2 separate regions of the Sus scrofa genome follow, and region 2 is linked to region 1. A link is a contact called in public HiChIP or PLAC-seq data. All regions are on one chromosome and are shown on one strand. Each heading gives the region's core, a stretch centred on a gene start, on an enhancer-like site or on the middle of the called end of the contact. The rest is flanking DNA. Distances are from core to core; before and after follow the strand shown. Region 1 overlaps PRKAR2A (protein kinase cAMP-dependent type II regulatory subunit alpha). Region 2 overlaps QRICH1 (glutamine-rich protein 1).

Region 1 (3,565 bases), core at 636-3,135:
TAATGCTATCAACTTATCTTTTTATTAAAAAGATCAATTTATTTTAAGGTAATCCTATCTTAAAATAGCATTTTAGTAATATATTATGAAAAAGAACACATACCTGATACTCGCCGATCAAATCTGCTAGGAATTGGAACTGCAAAACAAAGAAACGACATTTAACCATCATTATGTCACATGACCCCATCTCTCCCTTTTTTTTGCAAAGATCTGTGTCAACAGAACTAAGCACCTCATACCAAGTGGTGGGTCAATTTATACTCTTCCTTGGAGTTCCCATCACGGCACAGAGGAAATGAATTCCACTAGGAACCATGAGGTTGTGGGTTCTATCCCTGGCCTTGCTCAGTGGGTTAACAATCTGGTGTCGCCGTGAGCTGCGGTGTAGGTTGCAGCCGAGGCTCGGATCTGGCATTGCTGTGCCTGTGGCTTACGCCAGCAGGTGTAGCTCCAATTAGATCCCTAGCCTGGGAACCTCCATATGCCATGGGTGCGGCCCTAAAAAGCAATAAAAAATTATACTCTTCCATAATCAACCACAGATAGTGGTTCAACATGATCACATAAAAACAGTATAAAGAATAACATATGTCTTTGAATACAAGCTATTTATAACTTCAACATACTCAGTGGCAATTTTATTTCTGCTCACATCAAGTTCCATACAATCTGTATCACACCAAATGAATAAAAAACCTATTAAATTTACTAGTACTGTTATGACATCAAATAGTTACATTTTCTTCTATTAAAGATAATCCCCAAACGTGCTAGCTAATCGCATTTACATTTCATTTTAAATTTTTTAATGAGTATTACTAAAATGAAAAATTAAGCATTAAGTTATACTCTCCCTAAATATGGGTGGGTTTTCTCCGCCCATTGTCAGAGTATTAATGAGAAAAATGTATCCCATGTCTTTAGGTTAAAAAAAAAAAAAAGTTTTCTTATTGCTAATTTTTTTCTACTTTTCACCTATCATTCCTTATATTTGATAGTTATCTAAATTCTTACCACTAAGCTATATCATTGAACAAAGTGATTTTTTTAACCTTAAAAGATTATTCTACTTTCATTTAAAAATGCATAATATGCCATATAAACCCTCCAAAAAACCCCAGAAATTTGAGAATTATGAAAAACAAATTGAAAATGGCTCAGCCAAAGTTTAACATGAGGCCTTTGAAATAAATATAGACCCTGAGGTTCCCATCGTGGCTCAGTGGTTAACTAATCCGACTAGGAACCATGAGGTTGCAAGTTCAATTCCTGGCCTTGCTCAGTGGCTTAAGGATCCGGCATTGCCATGAGCTGTGGTGTAGGTAACAGACCGGCTCGGATCTGGTGTTGCTGTGGCTCTGGCATAGGCTGGTGGCTACAGCTCCGATTGGATCCGTAGCCTGGGAACCTCCATATGCCATGGGAGCGGCCCTAGAAAAGGCAAAAAGACAAAAAAAAAAAAAAAAAAAGAAAAAGAAAAGAAAAGAAATATAGACCCAGGAAGGAGGCAAATGCTCATTTATCCTAATAGGATTGGATTATTTTTTTACATAGCATGGAGTCAAAGTCATGTTACTGGAACCATCAGACAAATATTCAGTTAAAAACTCCAGCCATTCCTGATAGAAAGTACCTACAACTTGGAGCTCCTATCGTGGCTCAGAGGTAACAAATCTGACTGGTATCCGTGGGGACATACAATCCCTGGCCTCACTCAGTGGGTTAAAGATCTGGTGTTACCGTAAGCTGTGATATAGGTCATAGACGCAGCTTAGATCCTGAGTTACTGTGGCTGTAGGTAACAGCCAGCAGCTGTAGGTAATAGGCCAGCAGCTACAGCTCCGATTCAACCCCTAGCCTGGGAACTTCCCTACGCCATAGGGTGTGGCCCTGAAAAAAAAAAAGAAAGGACCTACAACAAGCTCTCACTACTTCCTCAATAAGAGAGTGGACTAGTCAAAATTAATCCATCCACCAGGAAAGAAAGTGATAAATTCAGTTCAACAAATACAGGCAGAATGCCTAGTATGTGCCATGCACTATAGTAAACAATTTGGGATACATCAGTAAACAACACAAAGATCTCCTGTGATTTCATGGAGCTTGCATTCTAGGTTGGAGGATGTGGGAGGGTTTCTTTTTTATTTTCCAATATTTTTTTGGCTGTACACATGGCATGTGGAGGTTCCTGGGCCAGGGATCAAACCTGCGTCATGGCAGCAATCCAAGCTGCTGCAGTGACAAGGGAATTCCCTGGAAAAGTTTCCTTTGATCATGTGCTTGTCACTCAGGTAGACAGATGAAATGTACACCAGCTTTAAGTCCTGAACCTAGGGCTCATGGGATTTCCAAAATTAAAACCCCATTAAACATTAGTATAAACCTAAAATTATAAAGCACACAGTGAAACAACTTAGCATGGATGTTATCAGGAGACAAATCAAACAAAAGATTAGATATCAAGCTTATAGAGCTATTGGAATTCCTGATGTGGCAGCAAAAGGATCAGCGGTGTTTCTGGAGCACTGGAGCAGTGGGTTAAGGATCCAGTATTAACCTGGTACTGTACCCAGCTCCGTACAGTGGGTTAAGGATGTGGCACTGCTGCAGCTGTGGAGTAGGTTGCAACAGTGGCTTGGATCTAATTTCTGGCCTGGGAATTCCACATGCTGCAGGGTGGTCAAAAAAAAAATAAAATAAAATAAAAGATTATAGAACTATTGTAAAATAAGAATAGTATGTCTGAAACAAAGAGATAAAAGAAGGAATAAAAAATTTTAAGTTCAGGAGTTCCCTTCATTGCTCCGTGGTTAACGAATCCAACTAGGATCCATGAGGACTCAGGTTCAATCCCTGCCCTCGCTCAGTGAGTTAAGGATCTGGCGTTGCCGTGAGCTGTGGTGTAGGTCGCAGACGTGGGTCGGATCCCGTGTTGCTGTGGCTCTGGTGTAGGCTGGCGGCTACAGCTCCGATTCAACCCCTAGCCTGGGAACCTCCATATGCTGCAGGAGCGGCCCAAGAAATGGCAGAAAGACAAAAAAAAAAAGAAAAAAAGGATCCGGAGTTGGAGTTGCTGTTGCTGTGGGGTAGGCCGGTGGCTACAGCTCTGATTCAACCCCTAGCCTGGGAACCTTCATGTGCCGAGGGTATGGTCATAAAAAGCAAGAAAAAAAAAAAAAAAGAAAAAGAAATTTAAATGCATACACATGAAACTGATACAACATTGCTAAGTCAATTATACTCCAAAAAAATTTGAAAAAAAAATTTAAATGCAAACTTAAAAGTACTACTTTATCATGGAAAAAAGACATCTTTTAAAATTCTTAACGTGTTCCCTCTAACCATAAGAGTTCAAAAGCATAAAAAAAAAGTTGACTTGCAGTATAAAATGTAATTAAAAACAAAAGAGACTTGAGGCATTTAGCTCGAACGGATGAAAAGGTAAACAAAATGGGTATATACATGCTGCCTGATAAAACTGTGTTATTTCATTTTTAATTAGTATACATCATATAAGCATTTATAGGCCAGAGGAAAAAGCTGCAGTTAGAGCAAGATACAA
Region 2 (3,484 bases), core at 709-3,208, 220 kb after region 1:
GGGAGCGGCCTAAGAAATGGCAAAAAGACAAAAAAAGAAATAATAATAATATCAGACTGAGTACACACTGAAATAACATACTGAGTTAAATAAAGTGTGATTTTAAAAAGTCGATTTCATTTCATTCTTTTCCCCCTTTTATAAAAGAAGTTACTATAAAATGTAGACTAACATATGTGGCTCACATTCTATTTCATGTTCTAAGTCTCAGTGAGGAGGGACTACTGAGGATAGTGCCAGATAAGCCCACTGAGGAATTACAGCACCTACAATCCAAACAAACCTGGGTCTTTGAATAACTAGTCAGCAAAGAGTTCTCTTGTGGTGCAGTGGGTTAAGGATCTGGCATTGTCACAGCAGCGGCTTGTGTCACTGCTGTGGCACAGGTTTTATCCCTGGCCCAGGAATTTCCACATGCCACAGGTACAGCCAAAAATATACAACTAGTCAGCAAAACCTTGGTAGACTTTCAGTGTTCAAATGGTGCTCTTCTGGGAATTCCTTTCATGGCTCAAAGGGTTAAGAATCCGACTAGTATACATGAGGATTCAGGTCTGATCCCCGCCCTCACTCAGCAGGTTAAGGATCTAGCTTTGCTATGGTTGTGACAGCTCTGATTCAACTCCTAGCCTGGGAGCTTCCACATACTGCAGGTGTGGCCCTAAAAAGAAAGAAAAAAAAAAAAAAAAAAAAAAAGGAACCAGTGCTCTTCTAAAAGTTGTAAAATCTTTATCCAAGTAGTAAACATTTACCAAACTCTTATTATACAAATGAATGTAGATATGGTGAGGGAAGAGATTTAAGTGTGGATTAAGACTAGAGATGAAGGGCCATAAAAGGCAGCAATAAATGGTCTACCAATCTGAAGTGATGATCAATATCCCAATTAGCCCACAAAGAGCCTGACAAAGTAGCTGATTTTAGTATTGTTTTTGGCTGCAAACACACGTTTGTTCCAATTTTAGTATACGTGCTGCCGAAGCGAGCACATGCAAACCCATGTTTGCAGAATACACCATATTATGAGCTCTGCCTCCCCAAGGCAGAAGCTGGAATCTCTCCCAACCTCTTCAGCAGCCTAGAGTGTAGGCTTGTGACCAAAGCTTCCCAAATAACACACACTGCATGAAATGTGGACTTAGAAAGGAGCATCATGAGGCAGGAGGAACCACAATCTCCATTTTTAATTTTAAACAAAAGGGGGAATAAACTACTCTTGCACATATCATACTACAAACCATATCTCAGCAAGCCGTATGGTAGAAATTTGTGGTAAAACTTTTAGGACTACTTAAAGGTGAAAAAAACCCTCAAGCAGGATTTTTTTTTTAAGGAAAAAAAAATGAGGTGTCCTCTACTTACACAAATAATTTGAACTAAAATTGATAACTTGTGTGGGGAAGGGAACCACACATGAAAACAGGAGTTCCCTGGTGGCTTAGCAGCTTAAGGATCTGTCATTGTCATTACTATGGCTCAGGTTCCATCCCTGGCCCAGAAACTTCTGCAGGGAACAGGGATGCCCCCCCCCCCAAAAAAGGTTTATATTGCTTGCTGATCGAACTAACATTCCATGAGCTATAAATATAGTAGTTTTTTGGCCACGCCCACAGCATGTGAAGTTCCCAGGTCAGTGACCCAATCCATAGCAGTGACAATGCTGGATCCTCAACCTGCTGAACCATCAGAGAACTTCAAAACATGGTAATTTTTATGCAGGGTTCCCCTGACACCAGAAAATCATTTCAAAAATTCCTTAAGGATAAAAAAAATTGAGAAAAGCTATCTCAAAAGTTTACTTCCTTCCTTAGGAGAGCTTACCACAACCTAAAATTACAAAAATTTTCTCTACTGCCTTTTTTTTCCTGTTTGTTTTTTTAGAGCCACACCCATGGCGTAAGTTTCCAGGGTATGGGTTGAATCAGAGCTATAGCTTCTTGCCTACGCCTCAGCCACAGGAATGCCAGATCCAAGCCTCATCTGCCACCTACACCACAGCTCACAACAACACTGGATCCTTAACCCACTGAGCGAGACCAGGGATCAAACCCGCATCCTCATGGATGCTAGTTGGATTCTTTGCCACTGAGCCACAATGAGAACAAACTCTACTGCCTTTTAATAGTTTCACTGTTTTCTTTTTATCTGACTCTTTAGCCTATTTGGACCTTATTTGTATTATGAGAGGTATCTGACTTCATTTCCAAAAGAGGAACAGGAGTTCCCGTCGTGGCACAGCGGAAACAAATCCAAATAGGAACCATTAGGCTGCAGGTTCTATCCCTGGCCTCACTCAGTGGGTTGAGGATCCGACGTTGCCGTGAGCTGTGGTGTAGGTCACAGACGCAACTCGGATCTGGCATTGCTGCGGCTTTGGCGTAGGCCAGCGGCAACAGCTCTGATTAGACCCCTAGCCTGGGAACCTAAAAAGACAAAAGACAAAAAAAAAAAAAAAAAAAAAAAAGAGAGAGAGCAGCAGATTGCCTTACCCTAGCTAATGGAATATATATTTTTCCCACCAATAAGTAGAGTCACTTTGATCTTCTACCTGGCATCAACTCATTATGTGTGTGTGTGTATGTTTTTAGGGGTTTTTTTTCCTGTCTTTTTAGGGCCACACCTGCAACAAATGGAAGTTCTCAGGCTAGGGATCAAATCAGAGCTTCAGCTGCCAAGCCTACACCACAACCATAGCAATGCGGGGATCCCAGTGTGTCTGCAATCCACATCACAGCTCACCACAACGTCAGATACTTGACCCACTGATTGAGGCTGGGGATCGAACCCAAGTCCTAAAGGATACTAGTCAGGTTTGTTACTGCTGACCCACAACAGCAACCCCCAAGTGTGTATGTTTTAAAGTCCATAGTCAATTCCGACCCATGGGTCCTGGGGAGTCCCCAGGGGGGCCTTATGCTCTTTGTATTCTTCACTTCCCAGATTAGGGGACCATTAGAACTGCTCTGCCATCTTCCCTAAAACTTTCTCTCCTAAATGAATTTCTTCATCACCTGACTATTTGCTTAATCTTGCAACAATTTCTCAGATTTAGTTTTGTTTTGTTTTTTTTAGTATGATAAAGGAAAATTTTAATGAACTAGATACAAAGAAAATCTCATAAAAGAGATTTAGTGATTTTTAAAATATCATCCCCAGGAGTTCCTCTGCTGCTAAACGAGTTAAGGACCCAGCATTGCCATATATATATAAAATTTTTCCGATCCTTTTCCCTCATAGGTTATTACAAAATATTGTATATAATTCCCTGTGCTATGCAGTAAGTCCTCGTTGGTTATCTACTTTACAGATTCACAATTTTTAAGGGTTAAGATTTGGTGCTTTTTTTGTTTGTTTGTTTTTTGTCTTTTAGGGCCACACCCACAGCATATTGAGGTTCCCAGGCTAGGGGTCTATTTGGAGCTGTAGCGCAGGCCTACGCCAGAGCCACAGCAACGCGGGATCCAAGCCGTGTCTGCGACCTACA

Evidence for each region. HiChIP or PLAC-seq counts read pairs in DNA pulled down with a chosen protein or histone mark.
Region 2: a contact with region 1 is called in an H3K27ac HiChIP or PLAC-seq map of alveolar macrophages. The contact joins two enhancer-like sites. A contact is called at or near these places in 1 of 47 Hi-C or Micro-C datasets (embryonic fibroblasts) and 1 of 2 datasets of contacts at active chromatin or transcription factors (alveolar macrophages).

What each region holds. Positions count from the first base shown.
Region 1 is chr13:31,473,771-31,477,335 of Sscrofa11.1, forward strand. PRKAR2A (protein kinase cAMP-dependent type II regulatory subunit alpha) reads right to left here. Exons shown (of 11, transcript NM_214258.2): 2 at 104-139. Among named protein-coding and RNA genes, the nearest start is that of PRKAR2A, 41 kb to the right of the region's middle. Within about 2 kb of position 1,886, at least 2 of the 83 cell types and tissues checked have an H3K27ac peak or open chromatin away from gene starts, as enhancers often do. A contact at or near this core is called in alveolar macrophages, where this site is marked.
Region 2 is chr13:31,694,008-31,697,491 of Sscrofa11.1, forward strand. The region is part of intron 2 of QRICH1 (glutamine-rich protein 1); the gene reads right to left. Among named protein-coding and RNA genes, the nearest start is that of QRICH1, 19 kb to the right of the region's middle. Within about 2 kb of position 1,959, at least 1 of the 83 cell types and tissues checked has an H3K27ac peak or open chromatin away from gene starts, as enhancers often do. A contact at or near this core is called in alveolar macrophages, where this site is marked.